3 separate regions of the Zea mays genome follow, and all the other regions are linked to region 1. Evidence: chromatin contacts called from public Hi-C data. All regions are on one chromosome and are shown on one strand. Each heading gives the region's core, a stretch centred on a gene start, on an enhancer-like site or on the middle of the called end of the contact. The rest is flanking DNA. Distances are from core to core; before and after follow the strand shown. Region 1 holds the start of LOC100194363 (Histone-lysine N-methyltransferase ATXR3). Region 2 has its middle 4.5 kb from the start of LOC103641104. Region 3 has its middle 150 kb from the start of LOC100277035.

Region 1 (2,626 bases), core at 55-2,554:
GTATTCGTATCTGTGCGTATTCGATCCGTTTCCACTCCTACCTATTTACATAGAGCCTATCCATTCCACCGAGGGAGAAATGGACCAACTCATAGGTTTTCGATCCGACGACCACGTCCTTCACACGGAGTTGCTTCGCCTTGACGCACCCTCCGCGATCACGCTGCGTGCCGCAGCCAGTTCCCTCCGGAACCGCCACCGCCGAGTTTTGAGGCCCAAACTCTGGTGGGTTTGAGGCCCAAACCACCAAACCTGCCGTGAGCACCGCACTTCGTGCACGTCCTCCACGATCAGACGCGTGTCCCGCCAGTCCCTGACCACACCGGCAACATGGTCCATTCCACCACGTCCTCGCATAAGTGTGTGTCACAGGTGTCAGCCACCACGATTGGTCAATTGACTGCTTTGATCCGCCAGTCAAGACCCATCACTCGTCCCTTCACCGCTCCGGGTCCATCAGTACGAGCCCGCATGACTTTCACCTCAGTCGTCGACCACCGTTCCTGTGCTCCACACCTGCACACCACAAGTCGACCGACATGGTTGCACAAGCATAATCTCACACTCTGGTCAGTCCACTGATTACCCAGAGTGCTACCCATTGACAATCACTCATCATCAAGCCGAAACACAAGGAACAAGTCAACCTTGTGTTCGTAAAGAGACTATATAATATAATCCTTAATATAATTATAGTTGAAGGATAATATATATGAAGAGTCATGTACAAACATACTTTTTATGAAGAGTGTATTTTGTATTTTTTTAATTAGCTTTGTAGAGATCTCCCAAAAAACCTACACTAAATGTTTTTGTACACGCGCTTATTTGCTCGGAACTTTATCCATAGCTCGGAGAGGTTCCTTAATCTCACACGGAGAAAACATGATGAAAATTTGATTTAGCCACATGAACAAACAAGAGAATGTATCTGGTACAATGAGAGTTTAATGTATATGATGGATATATTAAATTATTATTATTTATTATAGATCTAATGTCTTTAGTTGTTATGTATATTTTATAATGATCACCTTCTATCACTATCCTCTACTACCCTTACTCTGCTTGAAAGATGTTTTTTTATAGAATATACAAAGCAACCATAGATGTTAATGGTGAAATGAATAATAATAATTTAATATATACACTATGCACCACGCTTATATGTACGGGATATGTTTTTTCTCACACCAGGACTAACATGCAAATACGGCGCAAATCTATGGTGCAATGTGGAAAAGCGTTGGTCGGTAAGGGCCCGATAAAATGAGACCTCCTCTCCTCCGGGAGAGGGATAGAGTGCGTCCGTCTTCGTTCCTTGCCCCCCTTCCTTCAGAAGAGCGAGGCCGCGGTCGCGGAGGAGGCTTTACGAACAAACGAGCCATTAGTCCCCAAAAGCCAACACACAAACCCAGGCGATAGCGAGCGCGCCCGCGAAGGCTACGACGCGAGAGCGCGCGAGGTGTGGAGCCCCCAATCCCGGAAGCTTCCTTGGCCGCGCGCAGGGCGCGGGAGTGGGAGCTCGCCGCCGGTTACCGAGCCCTCTCCGCCGCGGATCTCCCGATCTGAGACGCCACTCGTCAATTCCCCGCAGGTACGCGTGCCGATCCGCGGCCGCTTCGATCCAGCCAGTTCCCCGCGCCAATTCGCGCCCCTGCCATTGCTGCTTCTTGATTCCGCCCTTGGCTGAAACACTGTTGCTCTGTGATTAGGGTTTTGCGGTGCCAGCGACGGACATGAGCGTGGAGAGCCCAGGGGAGCTAGGGTTCTGAAGCGCACCGTGGGGCACAGCGTGGCGAACGACGGCCCCCGACATCCTGCTAGGTTTTCCATGGGAGATGGGGGAGTCGCGTGCGCCGTCCGCTCAGTCGAGAGCTTCCGTGCCGGCGCCCTCGTGAGGAGAGGAGGAGCGGGAGAAGCGATGCCGGACAAGGGGGAGAGGGCCCATGGCCACCGCCACCAGCACCAGCACTGGAAGAACCAGCAGTCGGCGACAGCTGCTGACCTGGAGGAGGGGGAGCTGCTTAATGGGGAGGCCGGGACCAATGGGTTGCCCGAGAGGAGCATGCCACCTAAGAAGTGGAGGAAGGTGCTGGCAGCCTCCGCAGCTGCTGTGGAGGTGGAGCCTGGGGAGATTGTGAGTACAAAGCAAGCAGTGCCATTGAAGAAGGAAAGAAGAAACGGGGACGTTGAGAAGGTAGAGCTGCTGCCAGAGAGGCAGAGGAAGGAAAAGTCTTCTGGGAAGAGCACCAGGAAGTCTATCAAGGATGATGTGGAGCCAGGGGAGATTGCACTGCCAGGAAAAAGGCGGGATGCCAAGTCCCAACTGGCCCATGATAACAGCAGGAGGCCAAGTTCGTCTGCCCAGAAAGGCTCCTTGCGGGATTCTGATGAAGAACCTGGTGAAATTAAGCCAGAGAGCGGCATCAGTGGCAGTGTAAGGAAGAACCGGCCAACAGAGCCTCATAGCAGTAACCACAAGCACCACACTGACACCTCTGACCAGTCAGGATCAAAACATCGCAGGAAGGGAGAAGGAAAGAGTTCATCTGCTGCCAGACATTTGTCTGGGAGAATTCGTGAGGTCTCGCCACCAACACGGGATCGGCGTGATAAGCACGAG
Region 2 (2,626 bases), core at 40-2,539, 480 kb before region 1:
TTTAATCTATGTTATATCTATGTTAGAATCATATCTATAGTCATGGCTAGATTCATAATGTCACATTAACCTTGATTAGCAAAGTCATTCTAATATAAAGGTATCTAATTATTTCTGAGAACAATAAAACAATTGTTCTTATAATGTAGACAATACTAATATGAAGCCAACACAATTTGAACGGGTCAAATCGGAGCTACAATGAATTAATTTTGAATTTTTGAAATTTATTTCTCTTTTAGGGCCCTATCTATAATTTTAAAATCAATTTGAGGGCTTATGTATGTAACATAGTACGACGGGTTCTAATATAAAAACTTTCAAGGTTCTTTTAGCAAAGGCGCTTGGTGAATGGGTACGGAGAGTTTTGGGTCGTTGGATTTAAATTCGGGGGTTCGGATTAGGTCCCACCCCCGCGACCTAGTGCAGAACCGAGAGCCCTCCAATGGAAAACTAACGCCCTAGATTTAAAATCCTTAGATTGATTCCCACATGCACGATCTGTATCGGACGACCGAGATCCCCAATCGAATCGGTACGAGACAACTACCACTGGATCGAGATCCGATGGCTCAGATCTTAAGCTGCGAAGGGGTACGTGGCTTCTAATCTCATCCACTCGAGCCGCATCGGACAACGATGGGTTCGTCTTCACGCGCCGAACTAGAGTGCGGTGGCACTGCCAGTCCCCACAACGGAGAGATGGCCGGAGTTCAGCTACACCATGCAAAAGGGCCCTAGATTTTAATCTAAATTGTGCAATATGTAGTGAAGGACATGGCGAACGCAGGGTAACGGTTCCTCACCGGCAGGGACGATGTACAGAGGCCTGACCATGGAGAATCGTGGTCTACGGTAGATTCAATCTCCAACGAGAAATATACCGAGCTCTGACCGTCCACGGCCCCTGAACTCCACATGGAGGTGCCCGCAGACCCTTGACGAAATGACGAGACACCTCGAGCACAGATTCGCCCTGACGACAGCGGCTTTATCTCTCCTTCTCGGCAGTGCTCTCTCTCACGACAAAATTGGGATTTTCTGGGTCTGGCGATGCGAGGCGAGTGAGGTGCTGGGTTTTGATGGGAAACGGGGTGCGGTCCAACGCCTCATGCCACGCGGATCGGACGGTAGTTCACCAGCTGGTGCCAGGAAGTTTGGCTTCTGTTGCAACGCCTAGCTCGGGTTATGATGACGGGGATGAGAGATGACGGCTAGGCCCCACCAGCAGAGATGATGTGCAATCAGGTGACTGGCTCAAGAGTCAAGAGCCCCACATGCCAGGTAACACGGGCGCGCAGGTGCGACCACTGTGGGCCAAGATCAGGGGCGCAAGCAGGCCGTAGGCGTGGTCTTGGTGGGCCGAAATGGCCACTTGGCCCAAACCAAGGCCTATCCTTCCTTCCCCACATTTTCTTTTCTTTTTTTTATTCTGTTTTGAATTTCTTTCTTTACTATAATACTTATACTCCCACAATTTCTAGACTTCAAATTAGAATTCAAGGATAACTTTGTTTTATATTTAAGCTTGAGTTTAATGCTCATCCAAAACTCCAACATGATGCATACTTTCATATGTTCATTTAGTATTCATGAGAAGAAAAGAAACATGCACTAATAGTCAATCACATACTAATGACTTCAATTATTATTCCTTGAATGACCCAAGTTTTAAGACCCCATGCTAGGGTTTACATTGCTTCAGGCACTCAGCAAATCTGGAAAACACTCGGCGAAGTATTTGTTGAGTATCTGTTGGCATAGAAGTCTCAGCGAACTGTACATCGACAATGGCTTCTTTGCCGAGTACTTTTTGTCGAGCACTCGACAAAGGCTTTGCTGAGTGCCACCTGGTACATGGTAAAGAAAAGTCACCGTCATGGTGCCAAGTGACGGTGACGGAGCCTTCGTCGAGTGTCCTCCGTGATACTCGGCAAAGGCTCCCTCTTTGCCGAGTATCTGTTGGACTAGCACTCGGCAAAGAAGCCCCCAGTGGGCCCCTTTTCTAGTTCCTTTGCCGAGTGCATTAGGAGGCACTCGACAAAGGTTGCTTCTTTGCCAAATACCTCATACAAAGCACTCAGCAAAGAAGCTTTACCAGTTCCCAGGTGTGCCTTCTTTACCGAGTGCTATGATCATGGCACTCGGCAAAGTACCTCTTTGCCGATTGTTACACCCAGCAAAAGTGACCAGAAAATACATCTTTTTTATTTGTTTTTATTATTCCATCCAAACAAACAAAAGATATATCACATAATCATCACATATACATAACATATATTACTGAATCATCACATACATCATACACACCACATATCTCACAAAGATTATAACTCTCACAAATATCACCACAACAAACAAGTTTGAACACAAAGATAAGTCTCCAACGCTCACAAACATAAATCTCAGGTATCTCACAAAGCATTACCAACATCAATTAGTTCAGACCAAGTTATCTCACAAAGTATTAACAACACCAACAAACATAAGATCATGTGCAGAAAGTATCTCAGCGAGGTGGGTAGCTAGACTAGTTCGGCGATCCCTGAGGGTTGTTTGATGTCGTAGATTGTCCCTGCACAGAGAAGAGATTGCATGTGTGAGACCACGTGAATATATGGCATGC
Region 3 (2,626 bases), core at 61-2,560, 310 kb before region 1:
CACGCACTAGCCTTTTATGATCATTTTGTATATCCCCTACGATACGTTGTAACTATTCTCGCTGTTCGTCTATGTAAGCTTTAAGAGATTGGAGTTCGTTGGTGCTACTTACATTGGGGGTAATCGTAGTAGGTCGGAGCGAAGCCAAATCTGTCGCCCGTTGCCGAACGACTTTGTTGTTCCTGTCCACTTTGAAGTCGGCCAGGAACTTCGCCTTTGCTTCTTGGATCAGCTGCTCCTGGCGCTCCTCGAATAGGAGCTGTTCTTCAGTCGGCAAGGTTTCCCATGTCGGTGTGATGATATTGCTGGTGGAAACTTCAGAGCTATCCTTTGAACCGGCCATTGAGGGCCGATTTGATGCGTCTATATTCGCTGTCCCCAGCGGAGTCGCCAAAAAGTATGTTGACACCTTTTCAGAGCGCCAAACACTCAACAAGAACTGTGGCGGTGCTCTCTGGTCAGGGGCGAACGGTCCGCGCGCAAGGGTCGGATGGTCCGTGGCCTGGCGCAGGGCTAGGGTCCTCTGCCTGACGGTCGGACGGTCCGCACGTACGCAGGGGCGGCGGAAGTCGCCGGCGGCGGCCTGGATCTCGCTCCCGGGAGAGACCCCGTCGGGGAGGAGAGATCTTAGGTGATGTCTAGGCTCGGCAGGCCGACCTAGACTCTTCTAATCGGCGTAGAGTCGAAGAGAAGCGAGAATTTAGAGATCTAGAGGCTAAACCTAAACTAGACTAAAACTACTCCTAGGATAAAATGCGAAATAGAAGTGTTGTTGATTCGATTGATTATTACAAATCGGTCGTATACCTCTCTATTTATAGAGGAGGGGGGCTGGAGCCTTTACAAACAAACTTCCCAAGCTAATTCCGAGAATCTAGCCAACAAACACAGCAAAAAACTCGGAACCCTAATCTGTTCTGCGTACGCGCGGACCGTCCGGACCGCGGACCGTTCGGCCTCAGGGCCGGACCGTCCGCCCTCTCTTTTTGGTGTCGAACAGTAACCAAAAAGAAATTTATGTGAGAAATAAGTAGGTAGTTTATGAATAAATCTACGATTACATGAATGTGCTGATAAATGCAGCCATCTGCGGAGTGAATTATAGGAAATTTTCTATATTGCTACGTTCTTTCAATAAAAATAGTCCTTGTAAAATTTATGCACAATTTATGTGAAAACAAGCAGTCCTTGGTATGGTAGGTCCATCAGTGTTGATACTGTGCGGTGCAAGCTACTAGGAGTCTCAGCAGGCTGCGACTTGGCTGGCCATTATTGTCCCGTGGACTAGCAACATCGGTCAGCACGCGTATCCAACTTTTGGATCCATCACCTTTTGCTTTCTGCCTCTCCTGTGTGTTCACCTCATCATGACACCTACTCAGCTCGGCTGAAAGAAACGTTGACTTGCCTGATTCCTTTTCGGACTCTACTAGCTAGCGCTATCAATCGCCGTCGGATTAGCAGCAGTGAAATCAACGCGTGGTGAGAAGTCAACTTCCCGCGAAGTTTCTTGCAAGAGCACGGCACGTGGAAGCTAAGGAAATCGGTCCTGGTGGCCGCCTTCAGATTTTTTTTCGCTTGGTGAAATGTGACGGCAAAGGAAGGAATGTCGAGTGCAATCTTCTATAGATTTTTTTTTTGGTTCCTCTAATGTGGACGTAAAATCGGTGTTTCCAGTCAGTGTTGCTGTCTGCTATCTGCTGCAGTCAGACGACAGCATTGTTGGCTGCTGGCACTCGCGCTTTCTGCTCCGTATCTTGTTTCTGCGACTCTCTGCACCAAAGAACCGAACCAAATTAATGGGAACCAAAAACAAATTAACTATTAAAAAATATCGGTTCCATGTTTTAGAAAAACCGAAAGAACTGAAGTAGTTTCGGTTCTAGACCTCAGCAAACCGAATTAACCGAAAAAACTAAAATATAATAGAAGCACAATACATCAATAGAATTTTAGGCATATCCCAATATGGCCTTCCCAAATCTTCAGTATATAAGCACATAATTCCTCCAAATCCTTCCCAATCACAATCCTCCATCCGGTCATATACGCACTTTTGCTAAACTTCTAAAATTGTGTTGTTTTGCTATTTGTTGCTAGACTTCGGTCTATTCGGTTAGGAACCCAAAGTGAAACGAAAGAACCGAAACCGAATTTTTTGGTTCCACCTGTCCTGGATACATATTTTGGTTCCAGTTTTCTGGGAACCAAATTTACTGAAAAAACGAGGAACCGAACCGAACTGAATCGAAGCACTGGATGCCCAGGCCTACTTCTCACTGCCCTTTGCCAGTGTGGACGGGGAGAAGTCTCACATAAAATACATGTACACTTTCGCTATTGTTGACCATCAAGGGAACCTGAGGCCGATTTACAAGGAAATATATATATCAATTAACAACTAGTAGGTGCTGCTGTTCTCACCTTAAAACAAGCCATATCGGTTATACCAAGAGGCAAGATCTCTACACGCATTGACCTTCGTCTTCAAAAGACATAGAGTACTTTGCATTTGATGTCCACTTGGAGTGATGTAGATTTTTTCGAATAGTTGAAGTCTCCAAGTAAAAAGGGGGAAAAGACAAGGAATCATCATTGTGAAACGGGGAGAAGTTCGCAAACTAGC

The links. Hi-C and Micro-C count contacts between places; a contact is called where the count stands out from the background.
Region 2: a contact with region 1 is called in a Hi-C map of ear, with 1.8 times the contacts expected there. The contact joins the enhancer-like site here to the promoter of LOC100194363 in region 1. A contact is called at or near these places in 5 of 25 Hi-C or Micro-C datasets (bundle sheath, ear, endosperm and 2 more).
Region 3: a Hi-C map of leaf shows a contact between it and region 1, with 5 times the contacts expected there. The contact joins the enhancer-like site here to the promoter of LOC100194363 in region 1. A contact is called at or near these places in 5 of 25 Hi-C or Micro-C datasets (bundle sheath, ear, leaf and 1 more).

Annotation. Positions count from the first base shown.
Region 1 is chr10:58,272,952-58,275,577 of Zm-B73-REFERENCE-NAM-5.0, forward strand. LOC100194363 (Histone-lysine N-methyltransferase ATXR3) reads left to right here and starts at 1,305. Exons shown (of 21, transcript NM_001359479.1): 1 at 1,305-1,597; 2 at 1,716-2,626. The coding sequence starts at 1,835.
Region 2 is chr10:57,793,937-57,796,562 of Zm-B73-REFERENCE-NAM-5.0, forward strand. No RefSeq gene overlaps it. Among protein-coding and RNA genes, the nearest start is that of LOC103641104, 4.5 kb to the left of the region's middle. Within about 2 kb of position 1,290, at least 17 of the 20 cell types and tissues checked have an H3K27ac peak or open chromatin away from gene starts, as enhancers often do. A contact at or near this core is called in bundle sheath, ear, endosperm and 2 more, where this site is marked.
Region 3 is chr10:57,959,766-57,962,391 of Zm-B73-REFERENCE-NAM-5.0, forward strand. No RefSeq gene overlaps it. Among protein-coding and RNA genes, the nearest start is that of LOC100277035, 150 kb to the right of the region's middle. Within about 2 kb of position 1,311, at least 14 of the 20 cell types and tissues checked have an H3K27ac peak or open chromatin away from gene starts, as enhancers often do. A contact at or near this core is called in bundle sheath, ear, leaf and 1 more, where this site is marked.